2 separate regions of the Mus musculus genome follow, and region 2 is linked to region 1. A link is a contact called in public HiChIP or PLAC-seq data. All regions are on one chromosome and are shown on one strand. Each heading gives the region's core, a stretch centred on a gene start, on an enhancer-like site or on the middle of the called end of the contact. The rest is flanking DNA. Distances are from core to core; before and after follow the strand shown.

What was found. HiChIP or PLAC-seq counts read pairs in DNA pulled down with a chosen protein or histone mark.
Region 2: a contact with region 1 is called in a BATF HiChIP or PLAC-seq map of CD8 T cells, with 12 read pairs. The contact joins two enhancer-like sites. A contact is called at or near these places in 1 of 484 Hi-C or Micro-C datasets (3T3-L1-derived adipocytes) and 1 of 115 datasets of contacts at active chromatin or transcription factors (CD8 T cells).

The regions. Positions count from the first base shown.
Region 1 is chr15:62,389,581-62,395,828 of GRCm38.p6, reverse strand. No RefSeq gene overlaps it. Among named protein-coding and RNA genes, the nearest start is that of Gm41333, 280 kb to the left of the region's middle. Within about 2 kb of position 2,773, at least 86 of the 459 cell types and tissues checked have an H3K27ac peak or open chromatin away from gene starts, as enhancers often do. A contact at or near this core is called in CD8 T cells, where this site is marked.
Region 2 is chr15:62,775,741-62,782,288 of GRCm38.p6, reverse strand. No RefSeq gene overlaps it. Among named protein-coding and RNA genes, the nearest start is that of Gm22521, 14 kb to the left of the region's middle. Within about 2 kb of position 1,313, at least 12 of the 459 cell types and tissues checked have an H3K27ac peak or open chromatin away from gene starts, as enhancers often do. A contact at or near this core is called in CD8 T cells, where this site is marked.

The DNA of each region.
Region 1 (6,248 bases), core at 1,524-4,023:
GAAATTGTATAATGAGTACAAATAACCAGTCTTACAAGAGGAAAATCATGCTGGACATGAGTTGTCCAGTACTATGACTGTGCTCAAAACTATGGACTGTGTACATCTAAATGATACGGGGAAAGGGGACAGGAAGTGCATAAAGAAAAGACCGAAACAAATGCAAGCAAGCAAGAAAGGTAGCCAAGAAGAGGAAACATGGTTACAACATTATGATTTGAATATGGAATGCCCCTACTATGCCCTGGGTTGGCATCTTTTTCCTCAGCTGGTGGTCACACTGCTTTGGCAGATACTACAAACTTTAGGGGGTAGATAAAGGAAGTAAGTCATTTGGTGGCATACCCTAGAGATGTTTCAGCTATGAGAGGTGATCTGTCTCTACTAACATCCACTCCTGCTGCCATAATAGTCTTTGGCTCAAAGCAGGGTATTCTTTCAACTTTGGGTGCAAATCTCCAGCATCATGAGCCAAAATAAAGCTTGCTTTCTTTTAGGCTGCTTCTCTCCAGAGTTTTTCACAGTTTGAGAAGTGTGTGTGTGTGTATGTGTGTGTGTGTGTGTGTGTGTGTGTGTGTGTTTCTTAATTTTCTCAATTTTTTAAAGAGAGAAGAAAACATAAAGCTGGGTGGGCAGAGGGGTGGGAATAATCTGGGAAGAATTTGGGGAAGAGAAAACATAATCAAAATGTACTGTGTGAAAAAATTTGTCAATAAAAAATTTTAAAGCTGACTTTTAAAATGTACACATAGGTAGAAAGTCCGTGTGTGTGTGTGTGTGTGTGTGTGTGTGTGTGTGTGTGTGTATGTAGCAGTGAGCAGATAGTGATTTATATTGCAGCATATTTTTATAAATAAATATATCTGCCTTGGGCTTATCTAAAATTTCTCCTTTTTCTATAAGGAATACTGTATGTTGTACTTGTAGCAAGATGTTTTAAATGATACATAGAGGAAGGTAGAGAAGAAAAGTAACAAAGACTGGAGTAGAGAAAAAGCAATTGGCATAACCCCTGAACAGATAGACAGAAGGAACTGTGACTTCTTCGAGGAAACTGTCCCAATCCGGTCCATTCTGCGTATTCCTTAAATTAGACCCTAGGCTCCAATGCCCAGCCACTAAATAAATAAATAAATAAATAAATAAATAAATAAATAAATAAATAAATATTAAAAATAAAAGTCTTACAAAGAGCCTGAGCACCTGGAAACAGATGTAATCCAGAAGGTTGGACCAAGTTTCACATGCCTCAGTTTCTTCTTCTTTAATATGCATATGTGCATGCCCCCTGCATATTGTTATGCTTTGACAACTCATACGACAGAGCCCTCAACAGTAGCAAAGGTTGAATAAAGGTTGGTGTCTCACCCATCATCACAGTTTGTTCAGTAAGAGTGTTAGAACTTCAGGCCAGCTGTGCCTTTCCACCTTGTTTCAAGACCAACTTCTGAACTCATGGGGTGGGGGGTGTAAGATAAATGAGGGTAGTGTATTTTTTAGATTTGGATAAGGAAATAATTTGGCAAAGGTCAGCTAGCTAAGAGCAAAAACTATGAACTATCTGGCCCACTGACCAGATTTTTGTCAATAAAACATTTTTAAGTAAACATGTTTTTTACAGCTTGAACTAATTTTATTTGCAAAAATGAACAAGTGGATAAAAGTCTTCATTTGCCCTATTGCTATAAAGTTTCACTAAAACACAGTTATACTCATTGATTTGCAAAAGGCTTTTGTACAAAGGCAGAGTACAATACCTAGGGCACAGAACATATGACCACAGCTAAAGTATATACCTACTCTCTGCCTCTGAGGATAAACTTTGCCAGCACTTGGTTTAAGATGCACATTGATTTATACATACATATGTTTGTACATACATACTTACATACATACACACAAATGCACACATATATTTGCATATATACATATAAGCATATGTATATGTATACAACTCAATAGAAAATGGACTCATGCACCTTCCTCCATGGATCTCCAAGGTGACAAAGCATCAATTGCATGATCACTTGAAGGAAGGTGACCCATATGCTACACACTTGCAACAGCGGGGAATCCAGCTAAGTTCTTCTCACCCTCCTTTTTAACTGGTGATTGTTGGCAAGTTTCACAAAACCAGAACATGGTTATCAAGTGGCAAGAATTGGGAAATTTAATTGGTTTCCCAATGATTAATAGTTGTTAGATGGTTAACCCTGTGGAACCGAAATGACTCACCAGCATCCTTGACTTACTGCTCTTGGTTTCATTAGCCTCGTTCCCCCCTTGCTGTGGTCCCCCTAGGAGGCCTTTGCTGAGCTCCTAGTATGTGTCTGGGGAAGCCACCAACTCCTGATGGCCCTAAAGGCCTCTTTCCTTTTTCTCATTTCTTTTTCTGTGGTGTCAGAGATAGAACACGGGGCCTCTCAAATGCTAGGCACACACTCTACTCTGAGCTCAGTCTTTGAGTTCTCTTTAGACAGGAGGTTACTATGTAGCCCAGATAAGCATAAAAGTTGTAGACCAAGCTAGACTTGGGCTTGAAATATCCTAATTGCCATGTAAGTGATACTGGGGTGCTTCTCTCTGTCTCTGTCTGTCTCTTTCTGTGTGTCTCTATCTCTCTGTCTTTCTGTCTCTCTGTCTGTTTGTGAATGAGTGTGTGTGTTTGTGTGTGTCTCAGCAGCTGAATAAAACACTCCTAGTTCCTGCTATGCTTCACACTCCGGGGTTCAACATTGAAGCTACTGATTGTGGTGATAACAGCAAGGAGGTACTAAAAGGACTGCCTCAGAACAATGCTCTTCATTCAGCTGGGTGGTTCACAGTCTGAATGTGAAGAAACTGGGCTCTCTGCATATTTCAAGAAGAAAGGACCTTAATACAGGAAACTAAAAGCACAACTGTTGTATAGGCTCATAATGACAAGGGACTCTGAAATGGCAGGAACTCAGGAAGCAGTGTGGACACAGATAAACCTCAACATGGGCAAAAAGAAGCAAATGGCAACATCCCATACCTCCTGCATGTGCTCCACTACAGCTACTAAGAATAGAGGCCATTGTTTCTTCACGACTTTCTAGTGAAAGTTGAGGAAATCTGGCCCAGAGGCAGAGTTCTCACATACAGGCAAGAACATAGGCAGAAGGAAGGAAGGGGTGTTGTTGGTTGGTACTCCAACATACTGAGAAATCTGAGAAGACTTCCCAAAGAATGTGGTGCAGAAGGCACAGTTTTGAAAACTTGAGGTCAGCCAAGCCTTGACTTGGTCAGTGATTCATCAGAGGAGTTTCCCTTTCTAGACTGCAGGATCCCAAAGTACGGAAGTGCACCCTTCCCGAGAAGAACTGCTCTTATGCAACTAAATGAAGAGGGAGCCATAAATAGCTTGGTTTGTTTCCTTCCTGGGGAAAGAGATGTAGAAGTTAGTTATTAAAGGAAAAATCAATAACCATCGTCATTGAAACTGTAAGTATAGAAGGGGCTTCTCTCCCAATATACTGTACAGGTAGTTGGGAATTGTGTTAAGAAAAGATTGTTCAAGGTAGGAAAGCCTGTTAATTACAATGACAGCAGAGCACTGAATAGAGATGAGATCCCTAGGTCCTCTCTGGATATAAGCACCACCTCCCTTTTCGGTCCCAGTTTCTTTCTTTCCAGAAATACATCAGGAACAAACTCTCCAGAGAACCATTCCATTGACAGCTTACCTAGCACACAGGCCTCCGAGTTTAGATAGATTTAGCTCATTGTTCTTTGAAAACAAGGACCTAGCAGTGACAAGTACCTCCCACATCTCTTGCTAAGAGCTCTGGACAGCCCTGCCTTTGAATTCTGCAAGAGTCTTTGAGCTAAGTCTTTTACCCACATCTTCCTCATGAGGAAGCATGAACTAGGAAGGGTAGACTCGAACATCTGCTGCTGCATACCAAAGCTCAAGCCCAGAGGTGAGGAATAATTGAAGAAAGGAAAGTCCCTTATTGTATCTCTATTATAAGGTAACTGAATTCTAGTGGGTGTTTCTCAGTCACCTTACAGAATCATGAGGAACATTGAGTTGCTCTGTGGCTGTTTTTCCTACCTTTTATACCATGACCAAATAGGCAATAGTGGTGGCTCACCTTTCCCAAGAAGAGTAGACATCTTTGAGATTCCACAGTTACCTCCCAAACTCCATCTGCATTATTGTCTCAGAAGTATAGATTTAAACATTTAGTTGGTTCTTATAGACTAAAATTCACATGGCTTTCAAAGTTTTTGTTGTTGTTGTTGTTGTTGTTGTTGTTGTTGTTGTTGTTGTTGTTGTTGTTGTTGTTGCTGTTGCTGCTGCTGCTGCTGCTGTTACTGCTGCTGCTGCTGGGGGGGGGGCTGTTGTTGTTGATAATGATGATGTTGTTGTTTTTATTTTTCAGATATAACTTACCTTCCAGGGCTTTCTTCCTTGTTAGTTTTTATATTCTTCAACTTTCATTATGTATTAGAAAAATGCTCATCTTAGTGAACAGAACCTAGAGATACACCTCAAAAATAAAGCTACGAACACATTACAAAGACATGACCCTTGCTTCTTCCATTGGACAATGAGTTTATCACATTCTTTTTCCCTATCATGCCCCGTCTTACCTTGCATTTGTTACTAGTTCTGTGACGTTCCAGATCATTTTCACATTAAGATTTGAAACATTATAAACACTGTTTTCTCCATGACGTTGGAGATTTAATTCCGTTCTCTAATTGAAACAGTGACTTTAAGATTGTGTTCCTCCTCAGTGCTTAGTGTAACTTTTTACTGGCCCCTCTCATTTGGACTATTCTTATGTCTACTCTTTGGACAGCATAGATAAGTGTTTTTGGAGGCTAGTTTATAAATATATGTGTTGTCTCTTTTGCTAACCCATTCTGTATATATGGATACTAACTAGAATAAAAATAGACTATTCGTCAAACAGTATTATGTGTTTTCTGTCATTCAGTATGCCAGGAAGAACAAGACCCCGGTTAGGTTAATGTTTGTCATCATAGTAGGATATATGCCTGGGTGTTGATACAATTTTGTTTTTAATCTCTGTAGGCTGAAGTTTGTACCATGCCACACAGATGTAAGATTGATTCTTGAGGTTAACTAAATTGCAGTCAAGTCTCTGTCCTCCATAAGTATCCTGCCCTCTAACTCAGCAATGCTAACTGTGTTTCATGGCTGCTTGTACTCTCTCCCTATGTTTCTGAAACATCTGTCATTGTTAATCCTTGTTCCCCCTCCCAAAGTTCAAAGAAAGTTCATCAACTATGTTCCCCACATGAATGGCACACCTTCACAGAACACTACTGCTTCCTACCCTTCCTTGTCCCCACAAAGGTTTAATTGTTTATCATATCTAAGCATACAATCTTCTCACTTGCTTCATCTCTCTCCCCTATTTAACCCCTTTTCCTTTCCACATCTCACCTTCAGACACTATGAATTGATGTCAGACTGGACCATTCTGCAAGCACTCTGTGACTGTTCAGCAAAATTGTCTTAAATAACTAGATTCCAGAGTAAAACATTTGCAGCACTGAAAAGCTTTGTTCAACGTATTTTTTACCCTGCAGTACAGTTTTTACTAGCGCTTTGTTGCTGTTGGTTTATTTGTTGTATTCCTCCTCAGACAGAACGAGGTCACTTTGTCGGTATTTGTTAACTTCAAGAAAAATGATTTGCAGTGCAGCTGCCTTCAGGGTCAAAATTTCTTCTTTAATTCATAATTTATGGTTGTGTTGTCCAGTCCAGTGCTAACTTTACAACCAGCTCTCACCTGGAATCCACCTGCCTTGAATATGCTATCTTCTTTACAAGCCCAAGCCCGGCTTCTGCTACATGGAGATAATACAAGAAGGAACAGCTCAGTCCTGGCAAGCAGAGCAATCCCAAGCCATCATGCCTTGGCAACAACCTTCAGAGATTTGTCAGGGGCACTTCCTCCCTGTGGTCACCTTAAATCCTTTCCGCTTTCTGTGTGCCATTTACAGAGTCTCAGCTTCTGCCTAGATTGCAAGAAATGTTAGGAGAGGGAGCCTGAAAAACAAGCAATAATGATTAAGACAAAGACACATGAAAAAGAGAAAGTCACTACTTCATTTCCAGTTGGTAAATGCCTGGAGCTGATTCTGGGTACTGGGTGTGGGCAAGAGCAAATAGCATTACTGCCTGTAGGGAGTGGTCCATGTGCAGGCAGTATGCTCAACTCTTGAGCCAAGGCAGGAGTTCCTCC
Region 2 (6,548 bases), core at 64-2,563, 390 kb before region 1:
TTTACCCTTTATCAGGGACAAGAGAGCGGTATTTCCAGATTCATTTTCACTAAGAAGCAGCATGGGAGAGTCATTTTATAGCTATGTACTTGAACCAAAATACATAAGGAGCTGGAATACCTACACTATTCTTTGAAAGAAAGTGCCCAACCCATGGCAGATGATGATGGTGATGACAATGACAATGATGATGACAATGATCGTGACAATGACAAGAACACTTTTTTGTGTGAAATTACTGAGAACAAGAATTGTATTTCACCAATAACAAGAAGTAATTAGCCCGAATCATGTCTAAAATATTGTGGTACATACATTTCTAAGGCTAGGAGAGTAGACTAAATTATCCAGAAAAAAAAAAATACCTGAAGAGAAAACATTTCCAACTTCAAAAAAAAAAAATGTCAAATGAAATTGAGAGTCATATAGATCCTGAAGATATATTTTGTATATTAATGGACAGATACAGTGAGAAACATAAACTTTAGTATCTCCATTAGGTTCTGGTGCCAAGATCATACTTTCGATTTTTTTAACCTATTAGTCACTTTTCTAAACATGAAAAAGTGGTGTTCTTATATACCTTAGGACTTTAATATGCTAATATACTTTAAGTCTTCCATCCCCACCCTACCACCTGCCATACTGTCAAAGGCTTCTAAAGGTACTGCCATCCAGCATTTATATAAAGAGTATTCTGGGGTCCCCTCTTCAGTCGAAGAACATCCTAAATCACAGATACAGCATCATTTTTTTAAAGGCAGCATGGAGGTGTCTTTATAAACCATAAACTTGTTTTGATGGCTTCTATCGCCAGAGGAGGATAAAGGAAAACGGGTGTTGGGAATATTAAGATTTAAAAGCTCAGTACTTTACTCCCCCCCCCCTTGTCAAAACTGAGTTTTATTAGCAGATGAGCTTTGAAGTATCTCAAGGGGAGAGCAGTAGTAATGGAGGCTGAACAAGAAAAACAAATGCATTTCCCAGGTTTCATCTGAGTGGATATGTCCCCAACATACACAAGTACTAAATAGCAAGTAGTCATGCATCACCATACATATTTTGGAATCCTTTTATTTTGAGAGCAAAACAGGTGTTTAGAATAATCACTAGCTCAAAGGCCTGGAAATGGGAGAAAGCCACAGTTTCACTGCTTTGAAAAAAAAAATCAATTGCTCAGAGGGGGAAAATAGCAGATTAAAATTTTATGCCATAATTTTACAATTGATCATCAGTGCCACGGAGAGCATACTATGAAGTTTATTTTCCAACCACTGGAAAAATGAGATGTGTCTTGAAAGATGGTATTTTTAGCATAAGTGACTGTGTGGTTAAATATAGATTTTTGTTTCACTTTCTTCCAACTGTGAATGTGATTGTGTTCATATGCTTGGGAAATTTGCATATAATGTATGCTATTTGTATCATAGCCAAATCACTTGAATTTAAGCTACACTGCTGGCTGAAATGGAAATGTAGCCCACAGAGATAAATATACTTATCATTCATTTCTTAAGGCTCAAAACCCAAAAGAATATCTTCCATAATTTGTGAATTCACCCATCTGGCAAATTTGCCAATAATTATCTAGTTCTTCCTTCTAGAAAAGCCAGCCACTGGATAAGGAGCAATAATTGTGGTCTGCAGCTTGTGAGAAAACAGAAGATTAAATCCAAAATGTTTGTGACTGCCTATAATATTTCTGAGAAAGTCTGATCTAAAACAAAACAAAACTGATTTATTCATCAAATTTCAGTAGTAATAAAGCCGTATCCACAGCCAGAGCCAGAGCCATATCCACAGCCAGAGCCAGAGCCATATCCACAGCCATAGCCAGAGCCATATCCACAGCCATAGCCATATCTTGAGCTGTATCCACAGCCTCACACACTGTAAAGTTCACCCTTGCAATAGAAATCATTTACTTTTACAGTTAATTAATTTATAGTTATTTTTACTATATTCACAAGTTTGAATTATCACCTTTATCCAACTATAGCCATTTTCATCATCTTAAAATGTATAGCTGACAATGAAAATTAATATGGAGGTTCTTAAAACAATAAAAAAGAAAATATCCATAGTTCTCAAAAGAATATACTCAAAAAGTAATATGAACTTCCTATAAGGATATCTTCATGCCCATGTGTCTTTATGCACTATCTACATCAGATCTGTAGAATCTGCCCAGTTACCCACTTGCAGATGAACTGATACAGAAAACATGGTGCATATGCCCAATAAAGCTTTGCTCAGCTGCTGAGGATAACGAAGCCCTATCATTTTTAGGAATGGAGATCATTATGTTAAGTGAGATAGGAAGTCCATAAAATAGACGTATCACGTGGTTCTTCCCATGTGTAGCCTCTGGGAGAGGAAAAGGGCCATGGTAATATAAAGGAGGAGGTGCTGTCAGAGATGTGGAAGTAGAAATAAGGTAAGGGAGTAATGAAGTGTAATGGGAGGGGAAAGTAGTTAAGACTAAAATAGAGCATACATATATGGAGATGTTAAGATTAAGTGCCATACTTAATATAATGAAAATTAAGGCCAGGGTTGGAAGCCACTCAATTGATAAGCATATTTGTCTAGGTGCATGAAGCCCTACGTCCTGTTCCCAATATTGCATAAGTTGGCGTGGTGGTGCTTGACTGTAATCCATGTGCTCAGGAGGTGTAGGCAGGCAGAGCAGAAGCTCACTGTCATTCGTGACTAAACCCTAAGTTTAAGCTGGTGGGAACTACATGATGCCCAGTGTGAAAATTTTAAAATGGAAAAAATAAAGAGCAAGGCTGCATTGCTAACAGTTACTTCTCATTTGCCCCTTTCTCCAGCCTCTGGAAACTACTTATATACTTAGACAGCACAGATTTGCTTTCTGGATGCTTCATATAAATAGGGTCATATAGTCTATGACCATTTGTATCTGGCTCCTTTCAGTAGCCACAGTGTTGGATAAAGTAGCTGAGCTGATGAAGGGGAAACAGATTATATGGGTCACAGAGAATTTTCTTTGCATATCCAGAATTATAACTGTTCAGTGAAGCTAGGTTTAACAGGCTAGTGGCTTTATACTTACTGAAGACTTTAATCTCAAAGGAGATTTCAACCGCTCTGCACGTGTCATCAGATTCAGAAAACTGTGTTCATTATATCACTCTACTTAGGATGGTGTGAAAGATAACAAAGGAGATGTGGGCTCGTTCCATGGGTGACAGGAAACAGAAACTCCCTGCTTGGCACGATCACGTGACAAAATATAGTGTCTAAACTGCCCTTTAATGAACATGGATTCTAAAACCTAGACAGTTTTGAGGCTGAGTAGGTGTTTAAAGTTAGAGTTGGAATTCCCAAAATAAACTTTGAACAAATACATGGCACATACCTTTGTGTCCAAATGCTAGAGTGTCTTTCTAAACACTGTGCATGTCCATCTACTGGTCTTGTTTTACCTAGTGACCCTTATGGTGAAAGTGACTCTTTTCTGTGAAATAATGAATTAACCTTTGCCATCTACCTCAGGTGTCACTTCAGCTGCTGTGATACCCCTGCGTACTTTCTCTTTGCTCCATGGAGCCTGTCTGCTTTCAGACAGCAAAGAGTTCTCTTAACATCGTTCAAATACTCTTTGAATTATCTCAGTGATTTAAAAAACAAAACAAAACATTTACTTATGTACAAATCTGGTTTCTCATAGACTATGACTACTTTAAGACAACACAGGAATCACTTTAATCGCAATTTATACAATAAGGCACAGTATCCGTCACAAAATAGGTACTCAGTGTTGATTGTAGTTATACTGAGCATAATTAAATTGAATTCAGATTAACAGAGAAAACATGTTACTCTGAAGGGCTTAAAGTAATAACAATGTGATCAATTAAAATGAGTGAACTACAAAAGTGTTACAATAAACTTGGCCTGTGAGAAAATACATAAATTATCTTTAAAATAGTAAAGAAAATAATTTGAGAAATTACTGTCCAGGTTGTAGATATAGCTCACTGGCTCAATGTTTGTTTTGCATTGATGAAGCTATGGTTTCCTTTCCCAGCACAGAAAAAAGGATACATGTGATGTGATGTGGTGTGGTGTGTGTGTGTGTGTATGTGTGCGCGTGTGTGTAACAGAGAGATTTGAAAGGTAACAATAAGTAGTGGTCTCTCAATTACCATTTACATCTGTTATCAACAGGTATGAAGGTCCAATAAGGTAAACATATCTCATAAAGTCAAAAAATATAGCACATTCAACAAAAGACAGCATATTCAAAAATGGTGTTTAGAAAATAGGATAACCGTATACAGACCTTATATCTTACTCTGAACAAAATTCAACAAAAAAATGATCAGAGACCTCCATATAAAATCTGAAACTCACCAAAGTAGAAAACACATTACAAGAGATGGATCTAACCAATAGCTTTTTGAATATAACACGCTCACCCAAGAAATAAGGTTAAGAATCAGTAAACCCACTAAATTTAAAACTAAATTTAAAACCCACTAAAATTAAAAACTTTCCACACAGAAAAGGAAATTGTCAACTGAGTGAAGAAGAAGCCTACAGACAATCACTACCTATAATAAGCCAAGAACTTACAAACTACATATCAAGAAAATGAACAACCTAATTTTTCAAATGGTGGAATACAGTGGAATTGAGCAGAATCGTCAAAAGAAGGCATACAACTGGCTAATAAACATCTTTAAAGAGTCATGTATCACTAGCTGTCAGAGAAGTGCAAATTAAAGGTACTTTGAGATTTTCATCTCACAGTGGTCAGAAGGGTTCTTATTAGAAAAGCAACAAATGCAGAGAGTGCTGACTGCTATTTCATAAAGCCTAGGTTCAATTCAAGCCCCACAGAGCAGCTCACAACTATCTCTAACTGCAGTCTTAAGGGATCCAACCTTTTTGATTCTGTTCTGCTCGGGCACCAGGAATGGATGTGGTTGAAATACATAGACATATGTGTAGGCAAACTGCACACACACATAAAATGAATAACAAAATCTTAATAAGTAAAGCAAATAACAAATGTTGTCAAAGATGCGCATAGATCTTCATCAATGCTGTATTCACATTAGCTAAGAAATAGAAGTGACCTAGATGCATATCAGCTTATGGATGAATAATGAAGGTGTGGGGGCATGCATACATTGGAATTTTATTCAGCTCTGGGAAAAGGTGAGATGGGCAGGAAAATGAGTGGAACTAGAATATACTGTGCTGAGTGAATTAACACTGGCCAAAAGATAAGCACTATATTTTTGTCTCTGATATGTGGAGCCTATCTTCAGGAATTTAGATTTCAATATATGAGTTGTAGTGACTATAGATACCTAGAGGCAAGAAAAGAGATCTTGGAAGAAATGAGATGTTACAGAAGAATAGTACAAAACATATCATGTGAAAATATTGTGGGTGTGGGGGCAGTATGGCTAGTATGGAAAGATTTAAATAGGTAAGGCACTGGGATGGCAGAAGAAGATGGTGGGCATAGGAGTTTTAACCAAAACTAAGGGTTAATGAAAAAGCTGAACAACAATATACAACTATAGAAACTAACTAAACTTATAAAGACCTCAAAGTAAGGTACTTTGTATAGGTAGATAATGTCCCAGAAGTCACAGATTTGTAAACACAAATCTCAGGTATGCCACCTGACTCCTTTAGTGAACAGGTCAACACTCAGTCACCAGGAAAGGGGAAAACTCAGACAAACTGAACAATTGGTTAAGAGTGCTATCTTCGGGGGCCCCATAGAAAAAAACAAAGACCCAAGGAGGAACCAACTTGGACTTTGCCTCAGAAGAATCCTTCAAGGTTTGGGTGTGGCAGGTGATGGAATAAGGACTCAAGAGATGCTCCAAAGACGATAGAGGCTATTAATAGCCATTACTAAAGTTACTTACTTAAAGGATAAGACCTTATTGCTGAAGTCACAACATAGTTTGGATACAGATCACAGGGAAATAAGGGAAATAAATCCTATTTGAAAGCTCCCTACATGCTGGCTAGAGTTTATATCACCACAAAGTTTCTATGCAGACTTTTAGCTGAAAAAAAAATCATTAACAAATTTATTCAGTCATAAATCCTGTATTGGCTAGACATGACAGTCTTACTATTTCTGGAGAGCTCACAGCCCCATCGAGGGAATCTACTGCTATTATCTTGCTCAATAGACATATATTCACGTTGCCTTCTAAACATTCATGTTCATACATGGACTGACGCTATGCTCAATGCTTGGCTGAGAAGAGCTTCTCTTTGGTTAATGAAGAGACTTACAATTGATCAAAGTGTGTAGAACAAATAACATGCCAGTGCTCAGCCTTAAGTGGAAGAATTATGTCACCTCCTCTAGGCCCCAAGGAGCAGTACAGAAGAGGGACAGAACATTAGAGCAGAAACGTGCTATGGCATACTCTCTTCTGTGTATGACACAACCCTTTCTGTCATGATCACATGGAAGCTCTGATTATAAGACCAGAAAAAGGCTGTGTACTTCAATCTTCCAACATAAAAAAAGGAGGGAA